Regions from separate parts of the Triticum aestivum genome. Here region 1 is linked to region 2. The links are chromatin contacts, called in public Hi-C maps. All regions are on one chromosome and are shown on one strand. Each heading gives the region's core, a stretch centred on a gene start, on an enhancer-like site or on the middle of the called end of the contact. The rest is flanking DNA. Distances are from core to core; before and after follow the strand shown.

Region 1 (5,194 bases), core at 2,029-4,528, 170 kb after region 2:
ATATAGCTCGCTCTTTCTGGTCGGTGCGAATGCACATTTTGCACTCATTGTCCACCTAGTGAGAACACAACACATGGGCAGTGTTTCTTCTTGTAAAATGCTCAATATGTAAAATATGTGGGAACATGGTGTGCCTACGCATTCCAATTTGCGACAAGAACAACTGATACTGCGAAGCAGACCTTCCTTCGACTCCGTGCGCACTCCGATCTTTTTATCCATTCTTTCCTTCTTAGACACAACGTATGTGATAACTTCTGCTGCATCAAGTACCTCTCTGATCTCACATTTTTTGACAGCATCTATGCTCCATAAGACCAACTTAAACACAACAGGAGTGAAAACTTTCACGGCGTGTTTCTCAAGAACTGAAGCATTTTCCTCTGTGAATGAAACGGACTGCAAGGCCTCGACGTCTTGGAGAGCCTCGTTCAAGCGTCGCGACGCAAGGCAACGCTCATAGTGCTCTAGCATTTGAAAGAACGTCATCTTAGCCTCAAGATGCGTATGTAGCACCGAGTTTAAACTCTCACTCTGCTGATTGCTGCTCAGTCCTAGGAAACAACAGCCCTTAAGATATGGAGCACACCACAGTTTTCTCATCTTATACATCTGATGCAGCCAGGAGTCCTCACTTGTTACTTTATTCCGTTGTAAGAAGTGTAACCATTTTCTCTCATGCTCTTCAATGGAAGATGTATCATATATGAAAGATCTGAATTCCTCCTTTACCGCGTCATCATGCAGATGGCGTACAATGTTCTGCTGAATGTGCCATATACAGAGCCTATGGTTTGAGTCAGGCCACACCACCCTGATTGCTCTCTGCATTGCAAGGTCCCCATCCGTGATCACAGATATAGGATGCTTCTGTCCCATAGCATCAGAAAAGGTCTGTAACATCCACTCGTATGCCTCGCTTGCTTCATGTGAAATGATACCACATACAAAAATAACGGTGCTGCGGTGGTGATTCAACCCGACAAACGGCACAAATGGCAGATTGTACTTATTGGTTCTGTATGTGCTATCAAAAACAATAACGTCTCTGAAAGCCTCGTAGTCAAGTCGGGATTGACTATCACACCAGAACAGTCCCTTCAGATGGCAGCTTCATCAACCAAGTACCTGAAGAAAAAAATCTGAATCTTGCTCTTGCCTCGCCACCATGTGATTGATCACCATTTGAGCATCCCCGGAAGAAATTGTTTCCTGCTTGTTAGCATGGCAGAAATTCTAAATGTCCCTCATAATGCATCCAACCTCATCATATCACCGTATTGCATGCACATAATATCCATAATATGGTGTTTCCTGATCCCAGATTTTTCCATGTCTGCAATGTCCGCTTTCTGCTCATCGCTAATTCTTCTGTGTGAACGTAAAAGACACGACAGATCCCGTGGGGCTAGAGGATGGTTGTGTTCATCGATGAAATCCTTGACAAACCACTGACCTGTTTCCTCCTGTCTTGCAATCACCAATTTAGCTTTACACCCTACACGAGTTATACTCCGTGGCCTCCTCTTTCTATCTTCCATCTTCCTCTTCATGTGCTTCTCTTCACGAACTCCTTCACGACTACACACAAATTTTCTTAAAATTATATGGCAGTTGGATTCATCCCACTCGACATAACTTCTGCGGACACTAAAACCTTTCTCAAGACCATATTTGTTATAGAATCTATAACCTTCATCCTCACTATTAAACATCTTGGCAATATGATAGTACTCCATCATTGACTCGTGACTTACATCCGCCATGTCTTCGTGCATCACAATTCAGACGAATAAAAATCTGAAAGGACAAATATAAATGCATGCAAAACCGAGTACAAAATCTTGCGTGGAATTTTAAACTTTGCTCCTTGTACATGTTATGGCAAGCAATCATAAACGTCCATAAACTGGGTCCCCCATAAACTAGTGAAGTGACCATGGATGATGATAAAATTCTAAATTGAATTGCATGCACTAGGGAAACCTAAATCGATGATGACTAAACAAATCTAAGTAGGAAGTGCAGGCTACGAAAAAAACTAAGTTTATGGCGATATCTCCCGCAGGCATTGATATCTCCTGCTGCATCAAGAAAAACAAGCCTACTTTCAGAACAAGCATTGATATCTCCCGGCGGCCTAACCGAGGGGCCAACCGCAGAGTATAGATCCATCTACGAGGAAGTTGGAGTTTTTGCCAAGAGTCACTTCCAACGGGGCAATCAAACGGGGAGGAGTTGAGATTCGGGCGATTCATACCTTAGGATGCAAGCCCGGAAGCGATGTGATCGGCGGGGGCGAGTTCCTATAGCGCCGCCACCGTCGCCTCCGACACTGCTGCCGCAAATGTCGCGCCTTAATCTTCTTCCTGCCTCCGGGCACGTCGTTCATAGTGAATGGGACGAGGTGGAGGACGAGGACGACGGCGACGACGGTGTTGGTTCCTCTCGCCGGGCTCGTCGCACAGAAGGAAGAGGACGAGAACGAGAACTTGACGAGAACGAGGACTGGATCTAGACGTCGTGGACGTGATTGGTTGAAAACAGAATATTTTCCCCTGGACCATTATGCCCTTCTCTGATTAAACTAATTAGGTTAATTCATTTTTAATCCCCCACCAGATCGGACGGCTAATAAAAATCGGAGGGGTAAGTACTCGAAAGTACTGCCAGTACTTTCCCAATCACCGTAAAGGAGCTCTTAACTAAAATGTGCTTCAGTCCACTGACTAAAAGCTTCTCTGTGCTTAACTCTCACTCTGAGAATGACCAATTGTAAATCCCTGGCAAGAGCAGTTTTCCAAGACTGAATCGAAGGAGCTTTTGCTTCAAAAATCTTTGCATTTCTCTGAATCCATATGTGCCAGCATGCCATGATGATGATATATGTTGCAAAATCAGCAGGGAATACTTGAATCATGTTCATAAGGGGGTGTTTGGTTACAGGGACTTATTGGTGTAGGGACTTAAATAAACCAAACAAGAGGAACTTATAGGGACTTAAAGTGGGCATTTGGGACTTCTGAAATAAGACTCTCAAGAAGGGACTTATAGGGACTTATAGTTGTAATATGGTCTTTTAGTCCATGTTAAGTTTCAGTAACCAAACAAGTAGGGACTTATTAGGAACTTGAGACTTATAAGTTGGGACTAAAAAAAGTTCTAAGACTTATGAACCAAACAGGGCCTAAATTCATCAATGCGGATCGCATTATTGATGGACCGCCACGGCAGGTGGTGTATATGGGCCATGCCTTGTCGCCTATCCACTACCACAGGTGACAGGTCTCGATGCCGTGGCCTAGCGCCCTGTCATCAACCTATACCAGCCTCTCGCAGAGAACAACCAAAATATCGCGAAAGTAGAATGGACGGGCGGCTGCTGCTGCTCTGCTTCTTCTTCTGGACCGCGGTTAGCACACGACAGTTCGCCGTCGCCGGCGCAGCCTTCAGCTCCAAGGTGGTGACCAGCCTCCCCGGGTTGCCAGGTCGCCTCCCCTTCCACCTCGAGACCGGGTACCCATGCCTCGCTTTCTTCTTCAGCTTATTTTTCCGCGCACCAAGGCGGTAGGGTAGGAAGTGCGATGTCCTTGATCGGCTCCATCGGGTAGGTTATATGACCTGCCGCTGCTGCTCAATCACAAGGTACGTGGAGGTGGACGAGGACAACGGCACCGAGCTGTTCTACTACTTCGTCGAGTCCGAGGCCGGCGCGGAGGACGCCCCTTTCCTCCTCTGGCTCACCGGCGGCGACCGCTGCTCGGTGCTCAGCGGCCTCGCCTTAGAGATCGGTACTTCTTTTCTCTGCATTATGAAGCGTCGAATCTCATGTTGCTCTCCGACATCAGATCATATTATTCCATACATGTGCATGGTGGCAACTGCAGGTCCATTCCAGTTCGTCCCAGAGCCTTACAATGGCACCGTACCGCGCCTGAGAATCAATCCGTACTCATGGACCAAGGTCGGTCTTGTTCTGCACATCAAAACTTACTAGGTACTAGTGGCTATCGTGCATACATATGCAGGTCCAGTCCTGTGTTGATAGTGTCCATCTGCAGGTGGCAAATATCCTTTTCGTCGATACACCGGTTGGGGCAGGATTTTCCTTTTCAAGACGACCCGAAGGCTACGATGTCGGGGAAGTATCCACCTCGTTGCAGCTCCATGAACTCCTCATCAAGGTATCGTAGCGACCTCGACCACTAATTAGTCTACTTCGACTGAGTACTGGTTAGTTCATTTTTCTTTGAAAGATTGTGTACTAATTAGTTCAATCCACGTGACAACGTTTAGTGGTTCACTGACCATCCCAAGTTCCTCACAAATCCTCTCTACCTCGGGGGAGACTCCCTTGCTGGACATCTTGTACCATTTATTGCTCAAAAGATCTCGGAAGGTATGTATGTATATTTTTGTCCAAATATGATCCGGAACTATTATAACAAAATTTCAAGCACAGAGCACCCCCAAACATAAAAAATAATAATACATGGAGATCCCTGGACAAACGAAGGACCATTACCGTCGTCAGAACAAGGTGGTGACGTGTTACTACTAGGAAAAAGCCTAGTAGTAGCGCGGGTTAAAAGCCTAGTAGTAGCGCGGGTTAAAAGCTAGTAGTAGTGCGGGTGCCTGCGCTGCTACTACGGCGCTACAGCTAACTAGTAGTAGTAGCACGATGCATCCCGCGCTACTAGTACGTGTGTTAGTAGTAGCGCGGGTTCGACACGCGCTACTACTAACTATCTGTAGCGCGTGTCTGTGACCCGCGCTACTACTATTAATTTGAAAAACCAAAAAAAAAATCTCAACCGCGTGCGTGCTGTCAATCGTGCAAGGAGATCTCGGCCATGACGCGCGCCTCGTGGAAGCCATCGAGGGCGGCCGCGGAGGCCAGCCCGGCGTGGACCGGGAGCTGGAGGACCTGGATCTTGGCATCGTGCGTGGGGAGCAGCACCTCGCAGCGGCCGTCGCCGTTGAGGTCGGCGGCGGGAGGCGGTCCACGTCGTGCTTGATCGGGAACCCGTCGTTCGACAGGTGGTACCACGCCTCCCGGAACGAGAAGTCGCCCTCGTGCTGCCGGAGGAGGAGGGGGATGGGTCAGCTAGGGTTCCGGACCGAATCGGAGAGGGGGGAGGAGGAGGAGGGCTGACCTGGAGCGAGAAGAAGACGGTGAAGGCGACGAGGAGGA
Region 2 (5,389 bases), core at 928-3,427:
AAAGGGGGGGGAGGGAGGGCAGAAACCTACAGCCTTGGGCGCCTCCCTCCTCCCCTGCAACACCTCTCTCTCTCTCTCGCAGAAGCTTGGCGAAGCCCTGCCGGAGACCCGCTACATCCACCACCACGCCGTCGTGCTGCTGGATCTCCATCAACCTCTCCTTCCCCCTTGCTGGATCAAGAAGGAGGAGACGTCGCTACACCATACGTGTGTTGAACGCGGAGGTGCCGTCCGTTCGGCACTCGGTCATCGGTGATTTGGATCACGGCGAGTACGACTCCGTCATCCACGTTCATTGGAATGCTTCCGCTCGCGATCTACAAGGGTATGTAGATGCACTCCTTTCCCCTCGTGACTAGTAGACTCCATAGATGCATCTTGGTGAGCGTAGGAAAATTTTAAATTATGCTACGATTCCCTACACCTTGGGCCTCCCCCTGCGCCTAGGGTTGGAAACCCTAGGGGTGGGGGCGCCCCCCACTTGGCTTGGGGGGGAAGCCACCCCTTGGCCGCTGCCCCCCTGGATATCAGATCTCCCAGGGCCGGCGCCCCCCAGGAGGCCTATATATAGGAAGGGGAGGGAGGGCAGCCGCACCACAGCCCCTGGCGCCTCCCTCTCGCTCCCGTAACACCTCTCCCTCTCGCTGAGCTTGGCGAAGCCCTGCCGAGATCCCCGCTACTTCCACCACCACGCCGTCGTGCTGCTGGATCTCCATCAACCTCTCCTTCCCCCTTGCTGGATCAAGAAGGAGGAGACGTCGCTACTCCGTACGTGTGCGCGGAGGTGCCGTCCGTTCGGCGCTCGGTCATCGGTGATTTGGATCACGACGAGTACGACTCCATCAACCCCGTTCACCTTGAACGCTTCCGCTCGCGATCTACAAGGGTATGTAGATGCACTCATCTCTCTCATTGCTAGATGACTCCATAGATTGATCTTGGTGATGCGTAGAAAATTTTAAATTTCTGCTACGATCCCCAACAGCATGACGCTCCAGCAGTCGGTGATGTAGAGGAGAATCATGGTGACTTGGCTCAGGCTAGTAGTTTATATTAGGGTTTTTCTCCTCGCAGGACGACGTTCAGGCAAATGACAGCGTCTATTCTTTGAGTTGGTCATTTGGGTTTCGATCCTCCTCGAGTTCGTCTGTCAGGATGGAATTGACGGAGCTTCCTCGTAGATTTTGCTATCTTCTTGGGACGGCAATGTTAGTGGAGCTTTAGATCGATTTAAGGGTTAAATGGCGACGACTGCGGATTCACAACACGTGCACGAAGACTTTTTGGCTCCACTGACAGGGTCAGACTGGGTTCAGTAGGGGAGAGGTGATAACGACACGTCGGCGGCTCATTCTGACACTGATAATGGTGGTTTGGTGGTTCAGAAATCTCGATGCAATTTTCATGAGATATTGAAAAGCTTCGCATTTCTGATGAATTTTGGATCCACACCTTTTTGCCAAAGATAAAACAAACTAGGACTTTGGTGTTAGCCAGGAGACCACTTAGACCGGTGGCGTATGATGACATGCAACAGCTGGTTGGTTCGGTGATCTTCTGCAGCGCCATCCATGTCTAGTTCTTTGTCAGAGTCGGAGTTGCGTTGTCTGGCCGCGGGTGATTGGGATTTTGGCGCGAATCTTCTTATCACTCGACACGACCTGTACAGTGCAGCATGGGTTGCGTCGACGATTGCATTCGGCGAAGTCGGAGTCGTTTGCTCAAGGTTTAGGGATGGCGATGGCGCCTCTAGGGGAGAAGGGGTGATCATGACGCTTGCGTTTAGGCCCTCATTGGGTGGCGTGTGCGGATAGTATCTTATGTGTGCCGCTCAGCTCAGCGGTTGTGCGGATTTTTGCTCGGTTTTGTAGAATTAACTGGATACTTGGTTTTCGCATGGTTTTCTCTAATTAACCAAGCAATTATTCTCTCCTTAACGAATACAGGAGTTCTGTCATTTTGAGGTAAAAAAGGGATACTGGTCAACTTCACCTCTTGTTAAAACCGGCGGACTCTGCTTTGACTAACGTGACTGACCTGACCAGGGTTAACCCACCCTGAAGCAACCGGCCAGTAGCACACCATGATTAGTCTTCCACGTGCCGCGTGTACTGTACCAGTCTACGGGGCACGGAGTTGTACTCCTACTTGAGCAGCTCCATTCTCGCCGTCTCCCCTTCTCTGCTACTCCCAGCAGCTGACCAGCTCCACCTTTCCCACTCCCGCTGAAGCCGACCTGCCTGCAATCACGGAGGAGAGGAGAAAAACACAAAGAAACAACAACAGCGCGCCGCTCCAGCTCCAGCTCCCGAGGCAGCTCACCGGCGGCCACCGTCCGCCCCCTCCCCCTACCCCGCCCATTCCCGCGGCGCCCCCCTCCGTCCGCTCGCCGCCGCCTGCTGATGCTACGGGCACCTGCCCCCGCCGCGTTGATACCGGCTCGCAGCTAGATCTGGCCCGCAGGAGGTTCCCGGGCGGCATGGGGCGGCTCGCGGGCCTGCGCTGGCTCCTCGTCCTCGCGTGGGTGACGGCGCAAGCGCTGGCCGCGGCGGGCGCGGAGGACAGCAAGGCGGCCGTCGGGGAGCCCGGGCCGCGCCGGCACGCGTACGCGGCGATGATGTACATGGGCACGCCCCGCGACTACGAGTTCTACGTGGCCACGCGCGTCATGATGCGCTCGCTGCGCGGCTTCGGCGCCGACGCCGACCGCGTCGTGATCGCCTCGCTCGACGTCCCGCCGCGCTGGGTCCAGGCGCTGTAAGCCCTCCCCCCCCCCCCCCCCCCCCTGTCGTCTTTTCTGCCTTGGATCGTTGGGCGGTGCCAAAAATTTCACCCCCTGTTGACTATTGAGTAGATATTCGACGCCGAGCTGGGTTGCTTGAGTGTTTCTCTTTCTTGAAAAAACCCTATTGCTTCACTGGTTGACTTCGGGCTTGGTTCGTTGCTTGCTGCATATTTATAGCTACATCTATGTTCTGTTAGTAGCAACTTGGGTAGTTCCATGCCATATTTGATTCGACCCCCTTCGTCTGAACTTTGGTTGGTCAGTGGAACGCCTTCGTTTCTACCCAACGCCGATTAATGATTATTTGATTATTTCGCAAAAAAAGATCAGTGTATATTTGATTGATTGATGTTTCAGTGCATGGACATATATATTCATCTTTCTTCTTCTTATTTGGTTCAAAATTGATTTTCTTTCTGTACAACTCTCTGAACATATCGGGTATCCGGTAAAGGTGGCGCTACTCTGTTTCTGAAATATGTAAAGTTCTTACAGTTTCATCTTGCACTTTTGTGAACAGTTTTGGCGCGCGGATCATTTAGTGCACTTTTCGCATTGTCCTGTTGGTTACTGTTTCTTCCAGTACTTCCGGATGCATAGACGATATATATGTTACATGCTTGCTTCTTGGAAATGGTCTTCTCTAATGGTTACTGTCTTTGAGTCGGTTGCTCTCGTATGCTTCTTGGAAATGGTCGTCTCTAATGGCACAAAGTCACTGAAGTTTGTTAAGAATAATACCTCACCTGCGTTTTGAAATATTTGTTGATAAATTGCGAGACCTGAGCTGCGAATTTCCACCACCAATTTGCACACATTTTACCTACCTTATTGTTAACCAGTATTTCTTCACTGTAGAACAGTTCGTGTTAGACCATTGACTTGGTGTTTCTGCTAGATATTTGCTGAAAGTCACAAGGTTTGACCAGTCAACGTTCTATAACTTATAGAGTCCTTGTTAGGTGATTAACTGACTGTGACCGCATATAGCTGTAAAAGGTAATTTCAGTTGGGCATATATGTCGTGCTGTTTAAGTGACCGCATCTGGATGTCAGACTAGGTTGATTTATCTCTGTTATGGCTTGTTAGTCCTTGCCTACAAGATTGCGTTTCAGGAAATCCTAGCTTTGTTTTGTGGTTTTGCAAGTTTTCTCTGTATCTTGGTGGCCAAAACTTTCTCCCCTGTTCCAGAGAATATCAGCCTGTGAATTATTGTCAACTTTGGGCATTTTCATAAGTGGGCTTTAATATATGGACTAATGCATTCAAAACTTCAAACTGTATTGTGAGAAGTTGAGAGTTGTTTCAGGTTTAGAAGCTTACTACATCTGATCCAAAATGCAGGTCCTTATAGCATTTTGCCAGTCAAACATTTAAGAATTACTGCATTCAGGACATCAAACAGTACTAGATTTATCATGAAATATACTTTTATAATATATGGTTATCATGATGTGAGACAACATATTCACATGGAAATCTACGGTTGAAGTACCTACCACCTTGAAGACTCTGTCAATGTCCTAAAGACTTGCATTTTGGATCAGAACAGACAGTTACTATCGAGCTGTGTATTCAACAGTATTTTTTATATGAGAACTATAACCGATCATGAACGAAAAATAGTGGCAGTATAGAGGAAAACTAAGGCGACCAGGTTGCAATAAAAATGAAGCCGGGTGGGGTCACTCTCTAGTTGTGTGACAACAGTTATTATGGCAGTGCGTGAAGCATTATGCTTTTTATTTTATCTTTCAATGTAACATTCTTGTAATGCCTCATGCTACTGCTAGAATTCACATGTATTCTGAAGCAAATCATGCAGCATACATTAATTACTGTTAAATATGCTTAATCTGGAATGTACCTTTTTTTGGCATGCAGAGTCTTGATTCTGTTATTTATTTATGCATCTCCAACTGTTTCTGTAGGAAAGATGATGGTGTGAAGGTGGTCTCTGTGGATAATTTGAAGAACCCATACGAAAAACAAGATAACTTCAACTCACGATTCAAGTTGACCTTAAATAAGCTGTATGCTTGGAGCTTAGTTTCCTATGACCGAGTTGTTATGCTAGACTCTGACAACATGTTTCTCCAGAACACTGATGAGTTATTTCAGTGTGGCCACTTCTGTGCAGTCTTCATCAACCCTTGCATCTTCCATACAGGCCTCTTTGTACTGAAGGTAGGATTACTTAATCAGCACACATCTCCTTTCTTCTGTAAACATTATTATCCTTTTGCAGATCTAAGACTAAAGTTGTGCTATTCCTTTGTTATTTGCAATGGTTATGCATGGAACCTTTGAGATCATTTTTGGATGCTTTGTTTGTTGTTCAGTATTTCATTTTACGAGCGACCTAGCTGTCATTTGCTGCTTCGTACTACTTTATTTATTGTGTTGGGTTAAAAATAGATCTTTGTGGTTTTGTTGTCAACTTGTTTAGTACAGGTTGTTCGTTTATCTAAATGTATTTTTTGACATAAATGCTTTTATCTAAGACGCGTGATGCATAAGTTTTAAAAATATGTATTGTGCAGACTAACTTACTTAGAAAATTTGAACCCATCTTTGTGCTGTAGAAGGACTGGTCATGGTTC

What was found. A called contact is a pair of places that touch in the nucleus more often than the background predicts.
Region 1: a Hi-C map of leaf shows a contact between it and region 2, with 1.8 times the contacts expected there. The contact joins the promoter of LOC123054231 here to the promoter of LOC123054229 in region 2. A contact is called at or near these places in 3 of 5 Hi-C or Micro-C datasets (all in leaf).

Annotation. Positions count from the first base shown.
Region 1 is chr2D:526,461,935-526,467,128 of IWGSC CS RefSeq v2.1, forward strand. It overlaps LOC123054231 (serine carboxypeptidase-like 18), which reads left to right and starts at 3,279. Exons shown (of 13, transcript XM_044477953.1): 1 at 3,279-3,516; 2 at 3,646-3,791; 3 at 3,888-3,964; 4 at 4,062-4,184; 5 at 4,297-4,399. The coding sequence starts at 3,368.
Region 2 is chr2D:526,288,418-526,293,806 of IWGSC CS RefSeq v2.1, forward strand. It overlaps LOC123054229 (putative glucuronosyltransferase PGSIP8), which reads left to right and starts at 2,178. Exons shown (of 5, transcript XM_044477952.1): 1 at 2,178-2,757; 2 at 4,718-4,973. The coding sequence starts at 2,480.